Regions from separate parts of the Rattus norvegicus genome. Here regions 1, 2 and 3 are each linked to region 4. The links are chromatin contacts, called in public Hi-C maps. All regions are on one chromosome and are shown on one strand. The core of a region is the stretch at or near the end of the contact, and the rest is flanking DNA. Distances in the headings are between cores, read along the strand shown. Region 1 overlaps Alcam (activated leukocyte cell adhesion molecule). Region 2 overlaps Alcam (activated leukocyte cell adhesion molecule). Region 3 overlaps Alcam (activated leukocyte cell adhesion molecule). Region 4 holds the start of Alcam (activated leukocyte cell adhesion molecule).

Region 1 (4,299 bases), core at 628-3,127, 120 kb before region 4:
TATTATTATTAGTGTGTGTGTGTGTGTGTGTGTGTGTGTGTGTGTGTGTGTGTGTGTGTTTGAAAGAGAAGGGGTGGGGAAAGGTGACATAAAGTTGGGTGGGTAGAGAGATGGAAAGGATCTGGAAAAAGTTGCAGAACGCACTGTATACGGCCACACCAGTCAAACTGCACTTGCAGCTAAAGCATGGTCCTTGTGCTCAGCATGTGTGGACCTGTACCAAGCTTCATTCCACACAAGCCAGACAATCTCTAGTAGTTACTTAACCAGTGTGTATTTATATAGTCTGGCTATAACATTAAGGCCAATGATGGTATCAAGTCCACAGTGTTATCACTAATGTACAGATAACTATGCATTAAGTTTTGTTAAGAAGTAATTGCCAGGCACCATGTCCGCACTAATTGCTAGCCACCGTACCTGCCTGGCTTATATTTATTAGGGTAAAAGAAACAGTGCACCCAGCATTGTGGGATGAGGGATTGATGGACAGGATGCAGAAGGCATTGCCCCGAAAGGACCACGTGTATTGAGTTCTCTCGGATGAAAACCCCATCAGGTGGAAGAAATCTGGATGAAACTCAGTGAATTGGGGGCACAGGTTCTCACCTGTACAGCCAGTGCTGGCTGAGAGTTGGGTCTAGTTAGAGGCAATGGAGGAAAACACACCTGAGAGAAATCTGAGAAAGCTATCTGGAAAATGGTTAAAGCAAAGCTTAAAGAATTTAGATTTTCTTGACCTCTTGCTCTTGCTCTTACCTCTTGTTCCTGCTCTCCCCCTCTCCACATTCTCCTCCCCACTCTTTCTCCATGTGCTCAAGGTCATCCTCTCTCTCTCTCTCTCTCTCTCTCTCTCCCCTTTACTCTCCCCCTTCTCCCTCTCTGCCTTTCTCTCAATTCCCCTCACCATGTTCTGAATAAACTCTGTTCTATACTATAAAAAAAAGAACTTAGATTTTATCCCACAATGACTGTAGAGGTAAGGAAGGGAATGGTGTGTGATTTTGAGGATAGCAGTTATGTGCACAGGTTTTTAGCACTTGATAGTTATTGTTACTAGCAATGGGGAGCAAACACAGCTAGAGAAGGCCCAAGAGTTCCAGAGCCCCGTGCAAAACTTCAATTTCCTATATAATTGTGAGGAAATAGGGCAGTGGGGACAAATAAAGGTAGACATAGTGAATAAAGAGACAGGATGAATGTTTTCAAAGTAAAATCGGTAAGAGTTTCCGTACGTCTGCTGACTCCTCAAGCTCCAAAGTTCACATTTCCCAACATAGCTAAGTACACTGCTCACTTGAAGAACAGCTAATACAGAGCCTCTGTGGGAGTGTACCATACACAGTGTGTGAAATCACACACTAGCTAGGCAAACAGGAATGCGGACTTTTGTGTTAGTTCTTTGGAGAAGCTTGAGACTAAATACGCAGAACAGTCCAAAGCAAATATTAACACGGGCAACGTTAGGTGCCTGGGTTTCTAAATGAAAATTGTTAATATAAAATGCTTTAACACCTTCAGGCCCTGTTTATTGTGTGCTTCAGATTATGGAAATAGGAGAACTAAAATGGGAATGTAAATAATTCCCTTTCTGTTTTATTTGAGTTTTGTGTGTTTACTAGTTGGAGCATTTGACCAAGGGGCCACAATTGAAATGCACAAAAAGCCCCAGACTTTTGTCCTTGTAATTTATAGTTATTTTCCTTTCCTTCTAGAAGTCTCTAAATTAATTGGAGCATCCGGTGTTTTGGAAATGCTTCTGTTTAAATGGAGGACACCGCAAGTCTCTGATGTCAAGTGTAAAGACCTTGCAGGAGTGTGGCATCTGTACTCCAGTTCAAGGTGTCATATGACCAAGATAGTTGCCAATGACAACTGTTGCCAGCCTCACTTGCTAGAAATCTTCAAGGGTAACATGATGCAGAGTGCATTTCCTGTATGGAGAGCATGGAGCTGTTTATTTTTGTATCTCTAACAATGTCTTTGGAATGTTCCTTGTAACTGAGGCTTAGAGTCTAGTCTGTTCTTGGGTTTCCGTCCAAGCTGCACAAAAGGGTAATAGAGCAAACTGTGCTCTGCTCTGCCTGGAAGTCAATCCATCTGTCTAACCTGCAGCTGCCTGGCTGATGGCCTCTCTTCCATTCACCAACTCGGTCGCTTTTGTATGCTCTCCTCAGATGCCCTGTGCTTGAGAAGTGTTTCCAAAGCATAGCATCAAGCACCCACCATGGCAGATTCTGACTCTCTTGTATATGTTCTTTTTTGAAATGTCTGCCATTGAGGTTGAATAACAGATAAGATATCTTTATTCGAAATCTACCATAGGGGTTATAGTGATGGTTCAGTGGTTAGAAGCACTTGCTGCCCCTTCAGGGGACCAGGGTTCCAGTCCTAGCACTTTCACGGTGGCTCCCCACTCTCTGAAACTTTACTTCCAGGAAACCATCACCCTCTGCTAGCTTTGATTGGAGGCAGGCGTGCACTAGGATGAACACACACACACACACACACACACACACACACACACACACGCACATCTGTAACACATACATACATGCAGGCAAAACCTGCATACACCAAAACCTGAAATCTTCCCAGCAACACAACAGGAAATATCAGTTGTTAGCCTACGGTCGAAAAAACACCAGCATAAGAGAGCAAACAAGCAAGGTTTTCTCATTAAATACTTGCTTTCTTGCAACACAGCTAACTTTTGGTTTACAGAACAGAAAGCTTAAATGTTCTCCAATGCACACTCCCCACTATGAGGAAAGGAAAGGGTTAATATTCTGTTGAGATCTGATACTTCATTGCTTTTGTTACCTTACTGTTACTCCGCTGACAAATGCTGAGTACAGTATGTCAGACTTCTTAGTTTACCATAGGAGTTTCCTATTAACAATTAGTAATGATACTGAAAGCACATTGGTTTGAGTTTCTAATTGGTGCTGTATTTAATATATATATATATTATATATGTATGTATGTACATATATATGTATGTCTATGTCTATGTATGTATGTACATATACACACATAAATATATATTTGAAAATAAATATATAAATTAATAAGAAAAATAGAGTATATATTCTTTTTTGCTTATTTATTTTTCGTGTGTGTGTGTGTGTGTGTGTGTGTGTGTGTGTGTGTGTTGAGTGCTTTTGTGTGATGGTTCAACTAGCAGAAGTCAGTTCTTTTCTTCTACCATATGGAACAGGCTTAGGTGGTCAAGCTTGGCACTGAGAACACTTATCTGCTGAGACATCTCAGTGGCCCTGCTGGTGACAAACAATTTAGCTATGCTTTGCGCTTCCTTTGGATTGATTGTCACTATCTCTTACAAATTATTAAACATTTAATTCCATTGCTGAAGCATAGCACATGGTTTGGACGTTAGCAAGCCCCATGGTTTTTAACTTTTGGATTGCCTTGCGAGGGTAAGAGCACGTTGGAGAAAGTCCTACCACAAGCAGAAGACCCCTGGGTCTCAAACGTAAGGGAACAGATTATTATCTTCAGAGCTGTCGCGGGGACAATGAAAATCTGACTTCACATTTCAAAACTACACAGAATATTTAATTTTCCAGGACCATGTAGCTATAATTTTCAAAGAATTTATAATGTAGCCTATCTTTTGTGTCATTTGCATTTTTGTTCTTTAAGGGGCGAGCACTCGGGCAAGCTACAGGTTACATGTTTTCCTGACATCGTATTTTGCGGGCTGGAAAGGAGCCTTACCATGATAACCCAGTCATTCCCACGAGCATGTACTAGGCTACAGATCTGGGACTACCTTGGAAATAATCAAAGTGAGTAAACCCATTCACTGATGTTCTGAGAAGCCCACCCAAACAGGATTTGGAATTCCTGTGCTGTCTCTGACCCGATCTGTTAATCTTTTCTGTCACAGTTCCTGCCAGGTGTCAGTCATTCTGGCTAATGACATCTAACATCTGCCAGCAGCTCAGAACCTACAAAGCACTTTTCCATATATCGGTCTGTTTCCTCACAGTCCCTCTCCAATTTGCCACTAATGTGCCAGGCCTTTGAAAACAATATAATCAAACATAAAAGAGAGGCTATTTAAAGAGTAAACAGAAGCCTAGTGAGAGGCCCCTGGAGTTTCCTTAGAACAAGGCTTAGTTCACGAACATTAGCATTTATTTTGGCTACTCAGACATTTGTGTTTCCCAAGGACTCTTGGCTATGCCTGGAATGGGTGAGGTTGGTAGATAAGAAAATGCTAGCTTTATTAAATATTTTTATTATTGTGCTTGAAAATTAATCATTGTACAT
Region 2 (4,385 bases), core at 1,645-4,144, 77 kb before region 4:
GTATTGGGAATGATGTGTAGCAATAGGTGTTGCAATGATACTCGGAAAAGTGAGATACTTCGTATCAATTATGTATGACCTCAATTTTAACTGCTCTTGCCACACCAAAATGTGTATTTTCTCTTTAGAGTGTTTGAAGACTCTAAAGTTACAGAAACCATATCTAATTATTCCTAACAAGGTTGAATCTTCATCAAATATCTTAAAATACCTTTTTATAAAAAGATGTGAGAATCTGAGGATGGAGAAGAGAGCGCTGAAGCAGTGATGTTTAGATATTTATTACGTGTGAGTTGAAATTATGGACACACCATAGCAGGAGATGTGTGCTTACCACAATAGCCCCTCGCCCTGTACTGAGAAACTACTGGCTGTTAATGATTGTTTTTGTGTAGGTGTCGTTTTCCTCATATGGCGTGGCCACTGCTTGGAAAGAAGAAGGGCATGATGGGAAGGAAAAGGTGATAACAGAATTCAGAGTGAGTCAATATTGCCACCGTAAAACTGTCAAAATGAATAAGGAGGAGCAGGAGGAAGAGGAGGAGGAGGAGAAGGAGACAAAGATGACATTGTGTCACAAACGTGTAGGAATCAAATTAACTGAGAATGTCACTTTCTAAGTCTGATCATAATAGGAGAAGTTAGAATATTATTAGATAAATATATACAACACACTGTGGGATAAAGCTTGTACACTTTGTCCATTTCCACAAGAGATGCAATCAATATTCAAGGCTAGTTAGCTACAAAGACACGTGTCTAGGTAGATTAGTCACTATTAGTTAAACGCATTCTGGTTAATAATGTGGTGAAATGCCATGTTTGTTACTTGTGGTGGTTTGAATAAAAATAGTCCCATAGCCCCATAGGGAGTAGCATTATTAAGAGGTGTGGTGTTGCTGGAGTCGGTGTGACCTTGTTGGAGGAAATGGTCACTGGGCGTGGCCTCTGAGGATTTAGATCTCAAGCCACACCTGTGTGGTATCTGCCACTTTCTGCTGCATGCCTAACGGATGTAAAACTTACAGCCCCTTCTCCAGCACCGTGTCTACCTGTATGCCGTCATGCTTTCCACCATGACAATAATGCACTAAACCTCTGAAACTGAAAACCACGCCCAATGAAACACACATTTCCATTCATCCGTTGCTGTGGTCAAACTACAGCCCAAGATTCTGATCTGCTGTTGTAAAAATATAAAAAATAAAAATGCTCTCTTTTATCCCCCACTAGATCTAGCACTGCAGTGCCCCAAGATATCTGCTGGATATCTTAAACCTTAGTCAGCAAAGCCTCTCACCTGCTCTGCACCATCCCATAGCACACTGCCGAAGGCCTCTCTCTGAGCCTGGCAGCAATCTCTCTACCTATCTAGTTCCCAAGGCAGGTTGCCACCATGGCAGAAGCACACATCCCAACTCTGTGGCAGCCCAGACCAGCCACCACATACTCTCTTAGCATATGAAAGAACATACAACACAATAACTTTTGATCAAATTGATAAGTAATTGCCCACCTAAACATACAAATCTAACCATCACATGCTTACTATGTAAATGTTTTTGTGCTAAACACAGGACTTCTTCTATTTCATCATGTATTTCCTAGAGTTTCTTTTTTTTTCTCCATCTTTATTTTTTTTCCTGTTCTTTTTTTTTAGGAGCTGGGGACTGAACCCAGGGCCTTGGGCTTCCTAGGCAAGTGCTCTACCACTGAGCTAAATCCCCAACCCCCATTTCTCCATCTTTATTAACTTGGGTATTTCTTATTTACATTTCAATTGTTATTCCCCTTCCAGGTTTCTGGGCCAACATCCCCCAACCCCTCCCCCTCCCCTTTGATATGGGTGTTCCCCTCCCCATCCTCCCCCACTACTGCCCTCCCTGCAACAATCCCTTTCAATGGGGCTTCAGTCTTGGCAGGACCAAGGGCTTCCCCTTCCACTGGTGCTCTTACTAGGATATTCATTGCTACCTATGCGGTTGGAGCCCAGGGTCAGTCCATGTATAGTCTTTGGGTAGTGGCTTAGTCCCTGGAAGCTCTGGTTTTTCCTAGAGTTTCTTGAGAAATCCTCTGCTAATCCATGAAAACTGTCCCTAGAGTCCCATGAGTATTGCACTCATTTTACCAATGGGAAAAATAAATTCTGAGATATGGAGTGACATTTTCAAAGCTCCATATCTAATTAAATGGTGATGTCAATCCCAGACAGTCTCAAAATCCATATCCTTGTTATTGTACCTGAAATTTTATATAATGGCATTTATTTCCACGAACCAGTTTCCGATGAGCTCCTTTGGTTTTAATCACTTCTCAGAAGGTGACTCCCTCTGTGGGATTCACTCTATCCTGCTAAATACAAACTCTAACTCCTTGAAACCGTTAAGAGTCAGCACCAGGACTTCTGACAGGCAACCCCACAGCTAAGCTTCTAACATGTGAGGCTACAAGTCAGATATCTACTTGTTCATTTGACCAGATGTAGACAGAATCAATTCAGGTCATTCGCTTCTAATTAATATGTGCTGAAACCATGTCCTGAGCACCCTGCCTTCATAACCTTTTCATTCCACATGTCTAAAGACACCAGACTACAGATACCTCTTGATTAAACTCTATGGACAAGTTCACCTTTGAGCTTCATGTGGTAGGTGAAAAAGAATGGCTTTGAAAACTAATGGAGCTGGGGAAAGGAGGCTTTTTTTTTTTGAAAAGTGCTTATGTACTTCTTGTGTGTCTTCAGAATATAGTGAAGCCATAAGAATTGAATAACCATTAAATGGAATTGTGAAGATGGGCAATGACGGCAAATGCTTTTGCTGGGTCTCTGGCCCCGATTGCTGCAATGTCTGCTATTTGAACCTAGGAACATAGCCGTCCAGGACTATTTATCCATGCTTCCTTGGACAATGTTCAAGTTGGCCAGAGCTGCCTTTATTAAATAGACAGAGGACTGTAAATGAGGGAAATCCTGACCTACGAGGGCAAGAGTTCCCACCAAATGTTGAGGAGTTAAGAGAGCACAGCAACAGAGCGGGAACAAAACGGCAGCTGTCGCCACATTCTCTGAGCTGGAACGTGACTACCAAGAAATAAATAGTAAAAGAAAAATTAATAAGAAAATGTTCGAAACTGAACATGAACTGCTTTGGATTAACGAGAAAAGGCAAAACCCTGTATTTTCAGAATCTATGACAGTCTCTAAGCCAGTGTTACTTTGTTAGTGAAGGCACTGTGAGGTTGAGTTTCTAAGGAGCTCGCAGAATCCATTTCAGTTGATGGGCAATAGTCAGGATTCTGGTCTAGTCTGCTCAGAGATCTATGAGTTTTGTAAGAAACAAGAATCTACATAAATATGTCACGTGTCTTGAAGTATCTCATTAATAGCTGTGTATAAATGCTTACTTATAAGACAGTTGGAATAGCCTAAACATGAGGTGAAAAGCAACAACAGACACACCAAGTGGATGAGAAAGACCAGAGGCCTCAGTCCTGCCCAAAGAGCTGCAAGCATTCAAGGAATGCTGACAGCAGGAGAAATAGTCTCTCCCAGGGAGCGTCATATCAACTGATTATCCAATACTGAATCTCAGTCCTGAAGAAACACACACATGCATATAGGTGTTTGCATGTAACCACAATTAATGAGTAAAGAGATTATGAGTTTGAAATGCAGTAGAGAAGGGTATGATAAGGTTTGGAACAAGAAAAGAAAAGGGAGAACTGTTGTTATTACTTTATAATCTCAAAAGTAAAAGAAATAATAAAAGAAAAATATGGGGGGTAGAGATTATAATAAACCATTTCCTGAACACACTGAAGATTATCGCCCATGTGTTCAGTTGAAAAATATGATGAGTAATGCTGTTGGTTTTACAGGATCAGTAATAAATAATCTAGACAGACAAGCCTCCAGGCAAAACTGTGAGGGTTCAGTTTGGACTAGGTCAGCCTCTACGGATGCTTGTGAGAGAAGATCTAAACACTGGGTTAATGAAGGGTGTAAGAAACATCTCCTACTTATTAATATATTGACTTTAATGTTTCCAGCTGAGCTATAATTGCATCGTTCTCTCCTCCCTTCCTCACATTCCACCCAACTATCTTTCCTTGAACCCCTCCAATGTCTTTCCATCATTTTCAATTGAGGGTCCTGGAGTGAAGAGGAAGGAGACAGTGAGCTGAGAATCGGTCACTCTCTGCTTCCCGCCTGTGAATGTGATTAGCTGCCTCAAGTACCTGCAATCAAGATTTGCGCAGCATGCTGTGACGTACACAAATCCCTTGTCTCTTAAATTGCTTGCGTTTAGGGTGTTGAACACTAACCAATAAGAGCACAGTCCTTCTTTGCAGGTGAGGTGAGAACCGAAAGATGATACATTCAG
Region 3 (4,429 bases), core at 1,523-4,022, 100 kb before region 4:
AATCAAAATTTTATGGTACATAGAAATTATCCTAAAACATATTAAGGAAAACGTTTCTAATTGTTAGAATACTTGAAATGAAGTAAAAATTTAATTTGCGATAAAGTAAACTTTTAGAGCCCCAATATTAATTTTTTTACTTATTTTTCTTTGTGGCTTCTTATTTTCTTTCCTCCTTGCTTTGCATAGTTCTGAATTAACATAATTGCTTAGTGAGAAAACAACAATCCGAGGTGTGAACACTTAATCTCTTTTCTAATTTATCACAGTGCCATATTGCTAATGCAATACTATAGTATTTCTTTAGAAAGAATTTATATCGGTTCAAACGAACCATTGAAATATTTTATGACTTATCTGGATAACAGTTTGACAAGGTCTAACCACAAACCACAATGCTTACTTTCAATCCATCTTTAACTGTCTTCTTAACTAACCTACACACACACACACACACACACACACACACACACACACACACACACACACACACAGTTGTACCTCAGCAATAACGTATATTCCCCTACTTTAAGGAGCACTAAGATCAAGAGTGTTCCGCGTCATAAGACTGACCAGAACTGGCTCTTCCATACATTTATTTTGTGCCATTAAAGCAATTTGATCTATCATGGTCACTTGACATCACTCTTCTGGTACAAGGCATCTGCTAAATGTTTGAGAAAGGGTTGAGACAAAGGATCTAAACGCTATGGCATCTAGGAAATGTGCAATAATGAAATCTTGTCTACAGTGCCTAAGTAAGGAAGGGTTGGGGAAACAAGGACCTCTCCAAAGAGAAACACAGGAATGAAAGGACTGTTTCAAGTCTCGTTTCTCTAAAGGGCTTTGGTAGGTGAACAGAGTATCTTAAAATAGACACCACTGCTCAATCAGAGTAGCATCAGCTGAAGGCAGCAACACTTCAGTCACTTTCTGAAGTGTCCCTGGTGTGGCTGGAATGAGATAAAGCAACACGGTGAAAACCAGGGGTGACCCAGCTGGGTGCGTTCAAGTGATACACGGAAAGTGCAGTCGAAGGAAGTTTTATTTTTTAAACAGTAGTAAAAATTTTTGTATCCTCTATTTCTGCACAGCACGAAGAGAATCAAGTTCACATCATCTCAATAAACTAGATAAAATCATGCCTAAACACATGTCAAATGTGTGCACTTATTCATCTATCTATCTATCTATCTATCTATCTATCTATCTATCTAATTTTTTTCTGGGTGATGAGATGCTCTGAAAGAGAAAATTTTCAAAATAACTAATACATATCCATTCACTGGGTAACAATTTTTCTAAAGGCATTGAACCCTCCATTGACTTCTTTACCAGACTAGGCAATGGGGTAAGCATACTCTATCCTGTTCTTCACTAGAGGGAATGATCGCTTTTGTCCTGCATTTTTGAGAACATATGTCTTGATACACAGCTAGTTCTGGATGACTATACTCACCAATGCCAAATGTCTGGAATTTCAAAACATACAGTACACACAAATTTGCTTTTTCCCCTCAAGTCATCAAAAGTGATGTGCATGGCGGTAAAAAAGCACAGTGGCGCTTTCTGGCATCACAGGGGTGCATGTGAGAAGTGAAATCGTCAGCATTTCCTGACACCAGATCTGACTGAATCACAGACACCTTGTGTGCAAGTCAAGCATGAGAGCTCTGAATTAGAACTCAGCAGAAGCACAAGCAGAAGGCGGAGATGGACTGTCTTTACTAAAGACATCATGGTTTCATTTTATTCATCTCATTTTCTCCTTTTGATAGTCTTCAGTCCACTCTCCAAGATCTTTTTTAAATTAAATTTTAGTTTTTTTTTTACTTATTCACATTACATCCTGCTCACTGCCCATTCCGGATTGCCCCTCCCACAGTCTTCTCCCATCCCTCCTCCCCTTCTCTCCTGAGTGGGTGGGGCCCCTGGGTATACCCTCTGTGCTGAAGCTTCAAGGCTCTGCTAGGCTAGCTGCTTCCTTTCCCACTGGGGCCAGACAAGGCATCCCAGCTAGGAAGAACATATCCCCCGTACAGGCAACAGCTTTTGGGGTAGTCCCTGTTCCAGTTGTTCAGGACCCACATGAAGAGCAAGGTGCACATCTGCTACATATGTGCAGGGAGGCCTGGGTGCAGCCTATGTATGTTCTTTGGTTGGTGGTTCAGACTCTGAGTGCCTGTGCCCCATCCTTGTTTTAAAAATACTTTGCTGCTAAGTACGGTTTAAATAAGCTACTATATTCATTGTTACAAATGCATCTGCTATCAGGCTTGCTTTTGTCTTGAATCAGATGTTTTCAAGACATTAAATGGCATATTATACTGTTTCAGTCCAATCCCTTCTTTGTGCAAAATAGGAAACAAATCCTGATAGGTCGAGTATCTCATTTATGATATTAATCATACACACTCCAGTGTTTTAGGCTCTCTTCATACAGGTCTATATATTCACTCTTACTCAATTCCTTCCTCCCTTTTCCTGCATCCTCTCTTCTCCCATTTACATAGACAGTGTCTTATGGATGTAGTCTATGTTCTGTCCGACATGTGTTCACTGACAACCTTTATTAAAGCTCTGATTCATTATTGGCTTACATTTAGTTCTGTCTTTGCTGAAGGAGCACGGTATAAGCCAGAGTTTGTTTCCCTCAGAGTTCTGGTCCCATTTCTGCCTTCACTTCCCTTTATACTCAGGATAGAAGTAACTTTCGAACTCTTTGATCAGTGTTGGCTCAAACCAGGCACTCTTTTAACCTTTCAACTCAATCTTCTCCACCTCTATCACTAGCTTTCCCGTGTGGACTTTGTTTTCTAGCTGTGTCTTTAGAGCTACATCTCTGGGGTTCAGAGGAAACAACCAGCCAAACAATCACCAGCAGCACCGCCAAAAGTCCACTGTGTACCCTCCGTGTTCCATAATACTTTAAAAAGTACTGATGTTCGTTATTGCAGAAGTAGAATTGTTATGAAGCCACAGCTTCTACTGAAAGAAACATGCTTGAGAAATCTTTTTCCCTAGTACATATTTCATGAGGTCTCTTTGAGCTCATAGATTATTAATCTCTTCGCATTGTTTTTCTTGAAACATCTGTTTAGAAGATAGAGGAACATGGGAGAGGAATACTTATTCCCTAATTTCAAACCCATTGCAGAAATCAGAAGCTGGCATTGCTGAATTGAATTTCAGTGTAAAGCTCCTCCAAGCCTATACTCTGATATAGGTCCAGTGCTTAAGGGCAGAGACTGCATAAAGACCTAAGCTTAAACCCAAACTCATCTGTAACAAGGAAAATTAATTTATCTGGGATCTCAATTGGCAAGAATTCTATGATTTTTTTCATTTTTTTACTTATTTATTTTATATGTGATATTACACTGTTGCTGTCTACAGACACACCAGTATAGGACATCGGATCCCATTACAGATAGTTACAAGTAACCATGTGGTTACTGGGAATTGAAGTCAGAACCTCTGGAAGAGCAGTCAGTGCTCTTAACCACTGAGCTATCTTTCCAGTCTCCTGAAGAAAACTTCTTTATGAGGATCTGAAAGTTAGACACCGGTGAAGGAAGAAGGAGGGAGCTCTGGGGAAGGAAAGCAGAATGAACTCAAGGACATTTCACATGGTTTGATTTAAATAATAATTAAAAATACAACTGGTTATTTTGTCTTTGAAATTCATGCTTCCTGAATCTTAGCTAGTTTCCCAAATGAAAGCCTTCCCTATTTTTAGAGCATATAGATAAAACTCTTGCAAGACTAGGCAGAAATTCTCTTGCTTCACTGGTAACCTACTTTGAATCTTAGCCTAGCAGAATAATAACTGAATAAATAAATATGTAAGCATGTTGTATGCTGTGTTTAGAGAGATAGTATATGAGCAATTCACTACTTTAAATAACCCAATTTTAATTCAAGTAGTTTTAAAAATATAACCTATACATTTTAAAGCTAGATTTTACGCTACTAATTTTAATAGAAAATAAGCATTAAAAGATACATGGAAGTTATTTCCTGAAGCAAGCTTTTCACCTATATATTTAGAAATTCTTTTGGACTGGTTAATTTCCAGAAGCTGACCTTGCTAAATGTCCCTTATCTAGAACATTCATTTAGCTGTCCATAAATGTCTCCTGCTCCACTATAAATCATATTCTACAAAACAATGCAATTACAACAGATGTGCACTCTCTATGCGGCACAAGATGAGATTTTACAATGATGCAGAGTGACACATAAGAAAAGGTGAAGTGCTTTCTGTGAAACATGAAGGGCCTGGGTTCAGACCTGCAGCACCCAAGTAAGAAGGCAGGACTCTAATTTCAGCACTAGAGGGGTCAATACAGGAACGTTCTTGAGGCTAGCTGGCCCACCAACCTCGACCAACATAAACCTTAGCTCTAGGTTCAGTTGAGGATCTTTA
Region 4 (4,200 bases), core at 506-3,005:
CCAACCTATACTGGGATTCCAGAAAAAAAAGTGAGACGACACTGTGCAAGACTAGAGGTGCTCGTGGCTCATATCCCGAGTGATTTCACTCTGCCCTACCTGCCTTAAAATCTGGTTCTACTCAGGCGTCAGGATCCCCGCCCCCAGAGCCTGAGATTGGTCATTGATATTTTTTCCCAGCTTCAGAAACAGTAAGTTCATTACCTCACCCAGAAATGTAACTTTGATATAGAGATATGGAGAAGCAACCTTCCCCCACTCTGACAGCCACCCCCTCCCCAACACACACAAAGCAGCGGCTCCCAAGCCCTGAGGATCTCAGGCTCATGTCCTCCTTACTTTCTCCTCCTCCCTAGAAGGATTCAGAGTCTTTCAAACACTCCTCTGTGGCTTCAGATAGCCAACAACTGAAGGAGTGGGCAGAAATAAAAGAGGGGGAAAGAAAGTGAGACCTGTTTTTCTCCTCCGAGAGAGAGAGAGAGAGAGAGAGAGAGAGAGAGAGAGAGAGAGAGAGAAGGGGGGTGCGCAGCCAAAATAACAGGGAGTAGTTTAACCCCCAACTATCCAAGAAACAGTGGGAAATCAAAACTTCAAAGGATTAGATCCTCAGGCTCCGCAAGGGAAAGTACCTGCCACAAGGGTGAATGACTGAGAGTGCTTATTGGGCGGGCAGGACCGGGGCATGTCAACCAGCAGGCCAGCTGGTGGACCTCGGGTCAGGGATGTCCCCTGGGGTTGAGAAAAGGGGTTTCCCCCCCCACACGCAAGACATTCTGGTTGGTGGGAATTTTGTCGTTTTTCTTCGAGGGCTCACTCTAGAAGTGAGAGCTGAGGCACTACACTGGGTGTGGAAACCAAGAAATCCCTCCCTTCAAGGCTCACAAACCTGGCTGCTAACCCAGTCCACGCTGCGTGACTCGGCTGCCATCAACTCTACACTAGCTACCCACGAGACAATGCAGCTGCTATTTCAGTGTTGTTGTTATTATTATTTTTTAAAAGATGATCAAAGCCCTCCTTATCCCCCGCCCTGCCTCCCAGGTCTTCACATTATGACCAAGAGGAAGTTACTTAGGGGATTTATCATGACAAAGTGCAGGCAGTTATTTCACCTCAAAGCCCAGCAAAAGGAAACTGCTCTGAGTGCAGTGAAACGTACTTTGATACCGAAAGACTGGAGGGACCGTGTGCGGGGGAGAGAGTTCAGCAGATCTTGCCTGGGGGCTCCTGCACCCTCAAGCTAAGCCTCACCCAAAGTTCCTGGAGATGTGCTCAGTTTTCAATCTCACTGCCCAAACTTGAGCAGACCAGTCAAGCCTAAAACGTGTGACACAGGTGACTGTTCTCAGGGACAGATCTGTGTCCCCGCGCGCCTTTATGGCTCCCATACTTCGCTAAGCACACGCTAGAGCGCACAGCCCCAGGCCACCCAGGGAACCGCCCCCGCTCCGTAACAACCGCGACAGTGGGTGCTCAGAGGCCAGAGGCTTACCTGGTCTGAGGACCGCGGCGGAGATCAAGAGGCAGAAAACCAGACGGCAAGAAGGGGACCCTTTAGATGCCATATTCCTCCTCCTAGAAGGCCACCGACAAAGTCCACGCCGCAGGAGGGGGCGTCGTCCCCGGGCCCACGGGGCCCGCTCGCTTGTGGGTCTCGCTTTAGGGGGACAGCGACTTTTTTTTCCAAGACACACGATCCCCCGGGCGCTGTGGCGCTGCGCCGTCGGGTCTGTGCCACACGCAACTTTCCTCCACGCGGAACCCGCAACTCCTCCCTCCCCCCTCCACACCCTCCCTCAGCGTCTTTGGCTGCTACTCCCAAGGCGGGCGACCCTCTTATTCCAGGAGACGCTTCAGTAGTCTGTCAAGGTAGACGCGGTTTCTTTTTGGCTGCTGTCTCCGAGGAGTTTCTCTTCTTGCAAAGGAGAGGATAAGAAGAGCAAGGAGAGTTGCACGGCGCAGGGATCTCCCGGGACCTGAGAAGGGTCGGCGGGGCAGCGCCGCGGGTCTGGACCGTGGGTCTCCTCAGGTGGCAGCCGAGGCAGAGGCAGTAGCGGCGGCAGCTGGAGCAGTGGCGGCGGCCGCGGGCTCCGGCTGCTCTGAGTGGAGGACAGGAAGGCGTGTGTAAGCTGCCTGTCTCCTCCTCCCGCTCTTCCCGCCCCTCCCGCTCCTCCCTCCCGCCCAGCTTCCCCCGCCGCAGCGCGGAGCAGGTGGTTGGAGCGCCGATCCGCAGCCTAGAGGCGCTGCAGGACCAAGTCGGAGACTGAGCGGAGCTGGCCGCCCCTGGTGGGAGGAGAGTCTGATGCCCCAGCCCCCGCGCTCCGGTGGGCGGAGCTGCCCTTGACTCCGCCTTTCAAAGGACACACCCGCCAATGAGGAGCGGGCTTCAGAGCAGGGGGGCGGGGGGGCAGGATTCGCCCTGGACTGGCTCTTGCCAGGGGGTTAGCGCCCCCAAGACACACGATCTGAGACATTTGCAGTCCGCCCAGCCTGGCCACATAGCTGTCTTCTTGCACTCCGAAGCCCAGTACACTGGCTCGCTCCTTAGGGATTTTCTCCTCAGCGACGGTACTCCTTCACCTTCTGTAGAGTTGTTGGGGCAGCTCAGTGGTAGGTGAGGAGCTCACCTTGGGTCCTCTTGGACTAGGACTGAGGAGGTGAAAAAGATGGAAATTCTCCACCCGGAGGCTCACGGAAACAGCTACTGGTGGTTGAGGATAATTTCCCCCACTTTTAAAGAAGGTTACTCCTTCTCGAATTCGCCGTCCTTCTGTTCCCCTAATCCTGGCTGGCGCACACTTTATCAAAGCAAATCATTTAGTCAAATATCCAGTACCAAAAAGCAGAAGAGATTTTTGTGCTTCCCCTTCCCCCCATTTCCTTCCCAGTGAGAATTGAGACTCTAGACCATAACACAGGTCGCCACACTGATTTTCCAAACGTCCCTTTAAAAAAAAAATAGTCATGTTTACTTTTAATTAGGCGACGATTTTAAGTTACAAAACAAAATCCAGAGTTACTCAGATTAAAAGCCAATGCCTCCTGGCCCTTTCCAGAAAACCAGGCATCTAGCAGATGGACGGGGCTTCTCAGGCAATTTCTAAAGCTTGAACCACCTCCCAGGCGTAGCATCCGGAAGCCGTGTCGCTTTCAGTTCAGGCAGAAAGCATGAAGGAATATTTTCCTCTAAAACACCAGGGTGGAGCTGTTGGGATCCTAAGTGGCTCTAACTCAGGAATGCAGGATCACAACTCTTATACCCGCAGCATAATAAAATCCCGGTCCCTGAACCACCTCGCAAGGACATTAAATAGTCTTTGGTGCATCACCGGGTCACCCCCTGTGGGAAACCAGTCTCCAGCCGGGAATGCTAACTATCCTCACCCCGCTCTGTCTTCAGAAGATTGGGAACCACCAGCTACTTGCGATTGGAAATGGTGGTGTCTAACTATGCTGCCAGAAGCTTCGTGTACACACACACACACACACACACACACACACACACACACACACACACACACACACACACACACACTAACGCGCAAATGCGCAAGCGCACTCCCAAACACAAACTCGGATCTTTATCCCTTTCCTTTCGTGCTTGAAATTATTAAGTTCTGTCTTCAGCTGTGATTTTTTTCCCCTCAGCGCCTCTCTGTCTTGTTCTTGCGTTTACAGTATTAGAGGATAGAGCTCTTATAGTTTTCCTCTGAAATTCGTTTTTCCCACATGGTTTTAACATTTACATTTCATTTGCATCTTATGAATCAACAGGGAGGCTAAATGCTAGGAGGCAAATGCCTGTTAACTCTGCATTCGGTGCACAGAGCTAAACCGCTTGTATGCTCCTGGGAACTCTATTAGATTTCCTTTGGGGATTTTTTTCTTCTAACTGCAGCTAGCCTGAAGTTGAGTGTTTAGGAGCAAATCATTCTAACTGCGTCTCTCCTGGATCTTCTGACTATATGACTGTTTTGAGGTGAAACCTAACGTAGCATATAGCGCTTAAAAAACGGCAAAAGACGGAATGTCAAATCCAGGGCTCTGACTGTGTCTGATGAGCATAGTCAATTCAACCTCTCTAAGCCTCACTGTCTTCACTTTCGAAAGGGGATATCAGTTGCTCAAGACTCATTGGATTGATTATTCTGAGTAAATGAGATCTCATAGGTCACTGGCCAGCCACAGTAGCAGGTGCTG

Evidence for each region. Hi-C and Micro-C count contacts between places; a contact is called where the count stands out from the background.
Region 1: a contact with region 4 is called in a Hi-C map of liver, with 4 times the contacts expected there. The contact joins the enhancer-like site here to the promoter of Alcam in region 4. A contact is called at or near these places in 5 of 12 Hi-C or Micro-C datasets (hepatocytes, kidney, liver and 1 more) and 1 of 1 datasets of contacts at active chromatin or transcription factors (oligodendrocytes).
Region 2: a contact with region 4 is called in a Hi-C map of liver, with 2.2 times the contacts expected there. The contact joins the enhancer-like site here to the promoter of Alcam in region 4. A contact is called at or near these places in 2 of 12 Hi-C or Micro-C datasets (kidney and liver) and 1 of 1 datasets of contacts at active chromatin or transcription factors (oligodendrocytes).
Region 3: a Hi-C map of liver shows a contact between it and region 4, with 2.8 times the contacts expected there. The contact joins the enhancer-like site here to the promoter of Alcam in region 4. A contact is called at or near these places in 2 of 12 Hi-C or Micro-C datasets (liver and mammary epithelial cells) and 1 of 1 datasets of contacts at active chromatin or transcription factors (oligodendrocytes).

Annotation. Positions count from the first base shown.
Region 1 is chr11:61,920,384-61,924,682 of GRCr8, reverse strand. All of the region lies in intron 1 of Alcam (activated leukocyte cell adhesion molecule), which reads right to left. Among named protein-coding and RNA genes, the nearest start is that of Alcam, 120 kb to the right of the region's middle. Within about 2 kb of position 1,877, at least 10 of the 93 cell types and tissues checked have an H3K27ac peak or open chromatin away from gene starts, as enhancers often do. A contact at or near this core is called in hepatocytes and liver, where this site is marked.
Region 2 is chr11:61,881,315-61,885,699 of GRCr8, reverse strand. The region is part of intron 1 of Alcam (activated leukocyte cell adhesion molecule); the gene reads right to left. Among named protein-coding and RNA genes, the nearest start is that of Alcam, 78 kb to the right of the region's middle. Within about 2 kb of position 2,894, at least 1 of the 93 cell types and tissues checked has an H3K27ac peak or open chromatin away from gene starts, as enhancers often do. A contact at or near this core is called in liver, where this site is marked.
Region 3 is chr11:61,904,729-61,909,157 of GRCr8, reverse strand. All of the region lies in intron 1 of Alcam (activated leukocyte cell adhesion molecule), which reads right to left. Among named protein-coding and RNA genes, the nearest start is that of Alcam, 100 kb to the right of the region's middle. Within about 2 kb of position 2,772, at least 1 of the 93 cell types and tissues checked has an H3K27ac peak or open chromatin away from gene starts, as enhancers often do. A contact at or near this core is called in liver, where this site is marked.
Region 4 is chr11:61,803,012-61,807,211 of GRCr8, reverse strand. Alcam (activated leukocyte cell adhesion molecule) reads right to left here and starts at 1,755. Exons shown (of 16, transcript NM_031753.2): 1 at 1,493-1,755. The coding sequence starts at 1,565.